Regions from separate parts of the Oryctolagus cuniculus genome. Here region 1 is linked to region 2. Evidence: chromatin contacts called from public Hi-C data. All regions are on one chromosome and are shown on one strand. Each heading gives the region's core, a stretch centred on a gene start, on an enhancer-like site or on the middle of the called end of the contact. The rest is flanking DNA. Distances are from core to core; before and after follow the strand shown. Region 1 holds the start of SSRP1 (structure specific recognition protein 1). Region 2 overlaps RTN4RL2 (reticulon 4 receptor like 2).

Region 1 (4,066 bases), core at 543-3,042, 130 kb before region 2:
TCCATTAGCTCAAGGCGATAGTGAGTTTTGAAGAAATCAGAGAGTTTCTCAAACTCCTATGAGTGGAAGGGAGAAAGTGCAACCACAGTCAGCTCCAGTGGCCTTAACCGACACGAATGTCCTGACATTACCTATATCCAAAAAATTGCCCCAATAGGACTTCTACCAAAAAATCCATGCAGGGAGCTGGTGCTGTGGCACAGCCTGCAGTGTCAGCACCCCATAAAGGTATTGCTTCAAGTCCCAGCTGCTCCACTTCTGAACCGGCTCCCTGCTAAGGCGCCTGGGAAAGCAGAAGATGGCCGAAGCCCCTGGACCCCTGCACTCACATGGGAGACCCAGAAGAAGCTTCTGGCTCCTGGCTTCAGCCTGGTACAGCCCTGGCCTTTGCAGCCATTTGGGGAGTGAACCAGTGGATGGAAGATCTCTCTCTCTCTCTCTCTCTCTGTAACTCTCCCTTTCAAATACATAAATAAGTCTTAAAAAAAAAAAAAAAAAAGTCCATGCTGACTCAGCAGCTCAGCTCTGAAATGGTTTAAAAGGTTGTGGAGAGAGGCTGCTCCTGGGAGCTGGACCTCAGACTAGGGGAGGAGTAAAGAGAGGGACTGGCATTCCTGTTTCTGGACCTCACCATGTTATCTGACTTCCTAAACTTTGTGTGTTCATTGTTTTAATAGAAGTGGACATTAAAGTTAAGTCTTTCACTCAGAACAGTTTAAGAGGGAAAAGCAAAGCCTGAACTAAAGCATCCAGCTAAGATTCTGAACCTGGATACGAGCAAACAAGCAGAAAGCACGATTTAAACCAGAACAGTAGGAAGCAGATCTTCTGGAACCAAAACACAGAAAAGCTGTGAACGCTCTAGAACACTCAGAGCTGACCCACTGATTGCTCAATGGCCTCAATGGCCCTGCCCAGGGAGCCAAACCAGCACCACGGGGGCTACCAGAGGGAACCTCAACTCCCTCTAGAAGACTAAAAGCAGACAGGATGGCACGGTAAAAAGGGGGCTCACGGCAACAGGGCGTCTCACCGATTCTCGGAAGCCGTCATACTTGTAGACGTGGCCATTCTTCGTGAGCAGTTTAAGTCCGTGGCCGAGAGCCACCCGGCGCCAGATGCCCTCCGTCAACTCCCCAGCCTGGATGTTGTCTACTTTGCCCGTCTTGCTATTCTTGAAGATAATTCCCTGGCGACTCAACCTCAGCCGACCGTCATTCTGTTGGGAAAGTGAGCCCAGATGCACGGGGACAGTACAGACCGTGTCCTGGGTGCAGCTCTACCCAGCATTCACTTTGACTGCCAGGTGATCAGGGCAGGAGCAACAGCTGAAGCGAGGACCAGTAAAGAGACACAAGTGTCCAGGAAGTCTCGGTTCTGCACCTGGCTCGGGCATCCAGAACCTGCGCAGGCCATCAGTCTCCTCGTTTGAAACACAGAATAGCAAATACGGTCCCTTCACACCCTGAGATCCTACAACTCTCGCGACTTTTCAGAATTGCCTTTTATTGGGGGGAAACACCAGGTGCACGTTATACAGAGACTTCCTTTTCCCAGTAGAAACGTCACCAGGACAAGCTCTCGTTCATGTACATCAACTTTAGCTCGCTCCCTCCTTCCATCTCTATTAAAAACGCAAGCCCTTCTCACCATGGAGCCTTTCACCTCCTGATAGACATCGTTGAACTCCAGTGTCTCTGCCATGTTGACCTGCCCCTGGTGGCCTGGGCAGAGCCCTAGGCCTCACAAGGGAAACCGAATACACTGGGCGCTGGGCCCCAAGTCCTGGGTGAGTGTGCAGATGGTCAGCAGGTTGGGAATCTGAATTCAAGAGAGAGTCATGAAACGCAGCGCCGCGCTCTGCTCACGGATGGAGCCAGGTGGCCGCCCCTGGGGGTTCACAGACTCTCCTCTGCCCGGGAACCAACAGGCCGGCTGTGCCGTGCTCCGGGGGTCAGCCCCGGTAATCCCAGGCCCGCAGAACCACCCCAAGCCAACACCCTCTCTGCGCGCCACACCGGGAGCCATGGTAACGAGCAGCGGAACCCCAAGGCCTGCCCGCAGCGTGCACATCTCCCGCGCCCCAACCCAGCTCAGAGCGCTAGGTTCCATCCTGGCCCTCATGGTTCTCCCCTCCTGCTAAAATGGATTCGCCCGCTGCCTGCAGATTCGAACGCGGAACGGCCCATTCGGAGCGTCCCGCGGGGGAGCGGGGCCCAGGGACGACGACCACCCACCTCCTCAAGCTGCAGCCTCGCGACGGGCCGGGCGCGGGCGGTGGGCGCTTCGGGGGATGCGGGGGAGGGGGGCGGGGACGCGGGGAACGGGAGTTAGCTGGGGAAGCTTTTCCCGCGTGCGCGGCCCCGCGTCCCGCCACCGGAAGCCGCGCACTGACCATCGAGAGGATGAGCTGGCTAGAGAGACGCCAACCAGGCCCGCCGCAGAGACAGTCGCCTAGAGCGACGGCGACGCTGGAGGACCCGAGGCCGGGGCGGTAGCGGTGAAGTCCGACTGACTAGAAAATGAAGGCTCATCGGGCTTCTTAGAACGTTGCGGACACGTCAAGCGGAGACTGGATCCTAAAGGGAAATCGTGTACCGTGGCTTTATTTTTGTCAGATTTCGGAGGTTGGGGGGTTAATTTCTGTAGGGGTTAATTTCTAGGGGTAGAAAGGAAGCTGTGGAACACGAAGAAAAATACCTCAGAGTTGCGGAGAGAAACGCGTGCGGGCGTTCGTGTCCTTTGTGGCAGGCCTGCTGGCCGGCTGCCCCCTGCTAAGTGGGATTGATCCTTTCTGAAATGAGTTCACCGTCTACACCCAAATTCTGCACCTCTGTAACCGCAGTGGCGCTGGTAGTGACTGGCAAATGGCAGGATCGAGTTCGAGCGCTGGTGTCGGGTTCACCTTAGAGCCAGAACTGATTGGAAACCACATGAGCTCATCTTGGAAGAGGTGCACCTTGCAAAATCAGAGCCGGCCTGAGCTGGGAGAGAGGTTTGGAGTTTATCTCCTCCAGCCTCCTGCGGAGAGCAGTTGCCCAGCGGCTCTGGGAGTCGGCCACCCAGGTGGAGACAGGAAGCCGCCTCGGACTCCGGTCCCGTTCTCTTCTGCTGTAACCACAGTGGTTTTACGTCCCGAGCCACTGAGCCCATGTGTCCTGCAGAAAAGCATTCGTTACACGGGATATTTAAACTCAAGATTTCCCTGACGCTGGTTACACCAGCTTGCTAACTCAGTCCTGGGATAAGAGACAACACACCGTTGCCCCCACCACCACCCCAAAATCATGGCTTTTAACCTCTGGGTAGTGGCTATTCTAACATTATCTGAATATAAATTCAGTGTACCGGGGGCTGTAATTAATCCAACACACTTCTAGGATTTCAGTGAACAAGCTGAAAACAACTCCAGCCTTCCAGGGAAGCATAATCCAACAAATGACCTGAGAGTGTGTATATCCATATAACTGCTATATATATATATATATATATATATATATATATGTATGTATATGTATATATAACTGCTGTATAAGTTTTATATATATATGTATATATAACTGCTATGCTACAGGTAGAGCTTTAGCTGTGATCAACTGCAGTTTAAAAATATGTGACTCTATGCTATTTACTCCCTCCCAAGAGATCCAGGAAAATATTGAAGACACACCCTCCCCCCCAACTCATGCTGTTGGAGGCAACTCAGGGAGGGAGGGGGTGGCTGCAGAATTGGGTGGAACGAGACAGGCACTCACAGATGAAAGGGGCTACCCAGTTCAGGCGGATTATTAGGTGGCTGGGGGATGGGGCATTTGCAAGGGGCTTTAGGGAGAGCTCACAGCAGCTGGTGAGCTGGGATGAGGATGCAACAGAAGAGATCGGAACAGAAGCGATAGACAGAGTGCAGATAAAACACGAGTCCCAGAGGGCCCTAGCCAGCTGCATCCCAGGCAATCAGGAGCCCAGGCTTGGAGACCCCACCCCTGCCGTGACATCACAGGAGAGTGGGGTGGAGACAAATAAAAAGGGGGTCCCCCGCCCTGGCCCTGGACTCTTGGCAGCCAGA
Region 2 (3,816 bases), core at 1,099-3,598:
CCCCGGGACCTGGCCGCCTCTCTCCTTGCCTCCTGGGCTGTTCGGACTCAAGGCTGCTCCCAGAGGACAGGAACGGCGGCTCAGCCGTGCTGAACCCAATTCAAGCCATTAACTCTTCTTCCCCCATCCCCAGGCTGGGTTGGGGGCACCCCGGGCAGCCGCCGTCCCGGGGCCCACAGTGGACTCCGAAGGGGCTTTTTATCTGCAGTGCATCTCCCACCAGCAGAGCCTTCGGGCGCTCCCCCTGGGGGACGAATGCGTCACTTGGCGCCAGGGCGACCCTGGACCCTTGCTCATCCCGGTCCCCTCCACCTCCTGACACTGGAGGAACTCTTTTCTCCTAAGTCTACCCTGGACACTTTTTAGGGCTCCTGGAGAGAACTTTCCTCTCCACCACGGCCCCTGCGTGGTGAAGATTTAGAAAAAAAAAAGTTGTTTGGGAAAAAAAATTTATTAAAAATTCTATTATTTTAACTCCTGTAAGATTTGTTGGCGCAGCACCTCTAGAGTGGGATGAGGGCTTAGAACTGTATATTTCAGGGCCAGGAGGGGACCTGTTTCCTGGCAGCTGGAGCTGGTACATGCTTTCCCCTGCGGGGCGCAAGCTGAAGAGCAAGGGTGGTGTGGCCCTGAGACTACCCCGGGTGACCTCTGACAGGATGGCCAAAGGAAGCAGCAGCCGCCAACCCAGAGCTGCCTGGGGCCTGAGGAACCAAGCCGGGGGAAGGCAGGCAGCCTGGCTCTCAGCTCCACCAGGGCCCTGTTCCTTCAGGAAAGCGGGGTAGCTCCCACCTCCCCCTGCAAGGAGTGGTGACTTAGCATTTGCAGTCCCAGTTAGCCCAGACATAGCCTTGGGCAAATCTGAAAAGGGCACCTCCTCTTCAGGGAGACGCAGCCTGTGCCACAGAAAATACCTTAGTGATGGAGCAGGAGCTACGGCTGGATCTCAGCTCACATTTGCCTGGTTGGCTGAGTGTTCTTGTTCAATGTACTACGTGCACAACTGTACATAGCAGCTCTGTGGACATCCAGTCTCTCTGCCTTGGCTCTTGTGGGGTGTAAGCATCAGGGATGGAGTAGGTCAAGATAGGCAGTTATCCTGTCAAGCTGGAAGAGAGACCCCCCCCAGGGGATCAGAGAGATAGGAATCCTGATTTGGGGTGCATGGTGGTGTAAACAGAGACTTCTTCATTCATTCTGGTGTGTGGAGAGACTGGGGGGACAGGAAAGAACCCAGGCTAGGAAGGGGAGAGTGAGTCTAAGCAGACAGCAGTTGGACAGGGTGGCTTGCATTTAGGGTTAAAACTCTAGCTTGGGAGGGAGGTGGGAACCGGACAGAGGAGACCCAGGTGCTAGGGCTTGAGGAAGAGGGAGGCTGAGTCGGTGACTCTGGCTGGGGAAGTCGGAAGAGTCGACCTCTAAGGCTGGAAGCAGGTAGACTTTGGCTGGGGGTGGGGGTGGTGAGATCAACGGGTCAGGAACCCAGGGAGCTCCGTGTCAGGCCTTCCAGGGGCCTGTGACGTGGGAGGAGGCTAAGGACTAGGACTGGGGGGCCAGCCAGGCAAGAGCTCCGAGGGAGAAGGGCCGGCTGGCCTGCCTGCCACAGCCTGGGCAGGGGGAGGGGGGATGCTGGTAAATGAGAGGCAGGCTGTCCAGGTCACAGAATTATCATTGTGAAATATTCATGGGCCCTCGGTCCAGATGCTATTTCCGAACAGTGAGCGCGGGGAGGAGGGTGTGAGCCTCAGGAAGAAGCCTAAAGCAATACCACGGTCCAGCAGCCCCACCCCCGCCCCCAGCAGCCCAGACAGACCCACAGACGCCCATCTCCTGCACACCCACGCGCTCACACACACAAAGCAGAGAGCTATGCAGCAGCACGTGCAGGCACGCCAACCGCCCACGGTCCCAGATGTATCCCCAAGCACCGGTGTGCAGGCACACCAGCTCCACCAGGACCAGGGCAGAGCCCACCCCTAGGGATTTCATCCTGCCCTGCACCCCCCAGCCTCTGCAGACAACCCAAATTCCCAGCCTTCAGCCACACACCCTGAAAGAGCAGGGACCATCCAAACGCCCCAGTGCTCAGGACAGAGAGGCGGAAGAGACATCTCCCAGATTCCCCCAGCCCCAGGAAGAAGCAAAATTCATTCCCCTCCCTCAAGCTGGGAGTGTACCCCATTCTACCTTCTTTCCCTGGGCCAGATACCCAGCCTAGTTGCAGCTAACGCCTCTCCTTGTCTAAGCTCCCGAATCTGTTCAGTTACCCAGTCGGTCCCCCTCCTGGCCCCTATCCATCCCTCCCTTCCTATCCCCCCACCTCCCTTGCTCTAGCTACTCATTACCTCATGCCTAGAATATAAAAGAAAATAGCAATAACCTCCTCACTGGTTTCCCTACACTCAGTCTCTCCCTCCCTCCCACCCAGCCTGCCCACGGAGATCAGATTCATGAGACCAACTCCTGCATTATGTCATCTTGTCACTCCAGAACCTGCAGTGGCTCCCCACTGCCTGCAGGTTAAAGGGAACACCCTTCAGCAAAGTGTCAGCGATCCTTCAGGGTCCAGTGCTAGGCTTTTCTCCCGTGGCTGGAACGGCCGTGTCATCCTGACCCTCCGTCGTCACACGCCTGACATCCACGCCCTACTTGGAATGTGCCCCGGGCTTCCTCACTAAACCTCTCGGCAGATCACTGAAGCCAGGGCCGTCTGCAAGTCCAGGGCTGCCCCTCTCCCACCAACCGCGGCATCTTTGCCCTTCAAAGCCACAGAGGCTCCAGCTGGGGCTCCCTCCATGCAGACAGCTGCCCTCCACTGGCCACCTTGGGAAGCACAGCCAAGCTTCAGCCTGCGCTGAACTGAGGGCGAGCATCTAAGCCGCGGGGGAGAGGCCCGCGAGAAGGGCGCCAGATGACAGGGTTTATAAGCCCTTAAGCCTCTAAGGTTCTTACACCCAGCGCCGGGGGAGGCAGCACTTCCAGCTGGCTCCCTACTTCAGATCCCTAATCTGTGAGCGAGTGCCTCGCCCGTGAAACACACACAGGGCTCCCAGGACCCCCTGCAAGGGAAACTGGCCCACCAGACTCTTGAGAGGCCAGGAGGCCAGGGACAGGCCAGGTGGCAGGCCCGAGGTCCAGCCGGGTCAGGTTTCTGCATGAATTTTTAATGCTTGCAGCCAGACCTGTCAGATGTTCCGAAACCTGAGTGTCTTCTCTCATTTCCACACAGGATGTCCTTCCCATCCCACTGGGACAGGGAAGGCAGGCCTGGGCCGGCTATCCAATCACCTCTGGAAAAAATATTTGGGGTGTTGTGTGTGTGGAGGGGGAGGTAGAAGGCTGAATGACCCAATTATTCTCTCACCTCCTGGCTGTGTGATCTTGGGTGAGTTGCTTAACCTCTCTGAACACAAGAGGTTTGGGGGTTTATTTGCTTCTTTGTTGGGGCCAGTGCTGCCTGTCTTGACTGAGTCTGCGTGGAAAAGGGCAAGAGCCTACGGGAAGACGACCTACGTGGCTGTCATTGTCATCTTCCCCCAAGTCTTTCCCGCCAAATCCCCCCCCCCACGTTGTCTCTGGCTCCTTCTTTTGCAGATAGGGACTTTGGTTGGCTCTGCCATCCCCACCCCCCCCCCGCCCCCACCCCAGGCCCATCTCAGAGTCCTCTGGCCTTTCCTGGAACTTCAGAGAGAAGCAGGGTTGGTGGAGCACAACAGGGCGGACGGAGGGAGTGAAGTTCGCAGAAGGGACTGAAGAGGGCCGGGGAGGGAAGCCCCTGCTCAGAGACAAGAGGAGGCCAGGTGTGGACCCCCCCCC

Evidence for each region. Hi-C and Micro-C count contacts between places; a contact is called where the count stands out from the background.
Region 1: a Hi-C map of embryonic fibroblasts shows a contact between it and region 2, with 3 times the contacts expected there. The contact joins the promoter of SSRP1 here to the enhancer-like site in region 2. A contact is called at or near these places in 4 of 6 Hi-C or Micro-C datasets (ear pinna, embryonic fibroblasts, skin fibroblasts and 1 more).

What each region holds. Positions count from the first base shown.
Region 1 is chr1:14,783,218-14,787,283 of mOryCun1.1, reverse strand. SSRP1 (structure specific recognition protein 1) reads right to left here and starts at 1,792. Exons shown (of 16, transcript XM_070070311.1): 1 at 1,651-1,792; 2 at 1,034-1,219; 3 at 1-56. The coding sequence starts at 1,704. P2RX3 (purinergic receptor P2X 3) reads left to right here and starts at 3,152. Exons shown (of 12, transcript XM_051854032.2): 1 at 3,152-4,066.
Region 2 is chr1:14,650,748-14,654,563 of mOryCun1.1, reverse strand. RTN4RL2 (reticulon 4 receptor like 2) reads left to right here. Exons shown (of 3, transcript XM_008271357.4): 3 at 1-474. Among named protein-coding and RNA genes, the nearest start is that of RTN4RL2, 15 kb to the left of the region's middle. Within about 2 kb of position 2,348, at least 1 of the 8 cell types and tissues checked has an H3K27ac peak or open chromatin away from gene starts, as enhancers often do.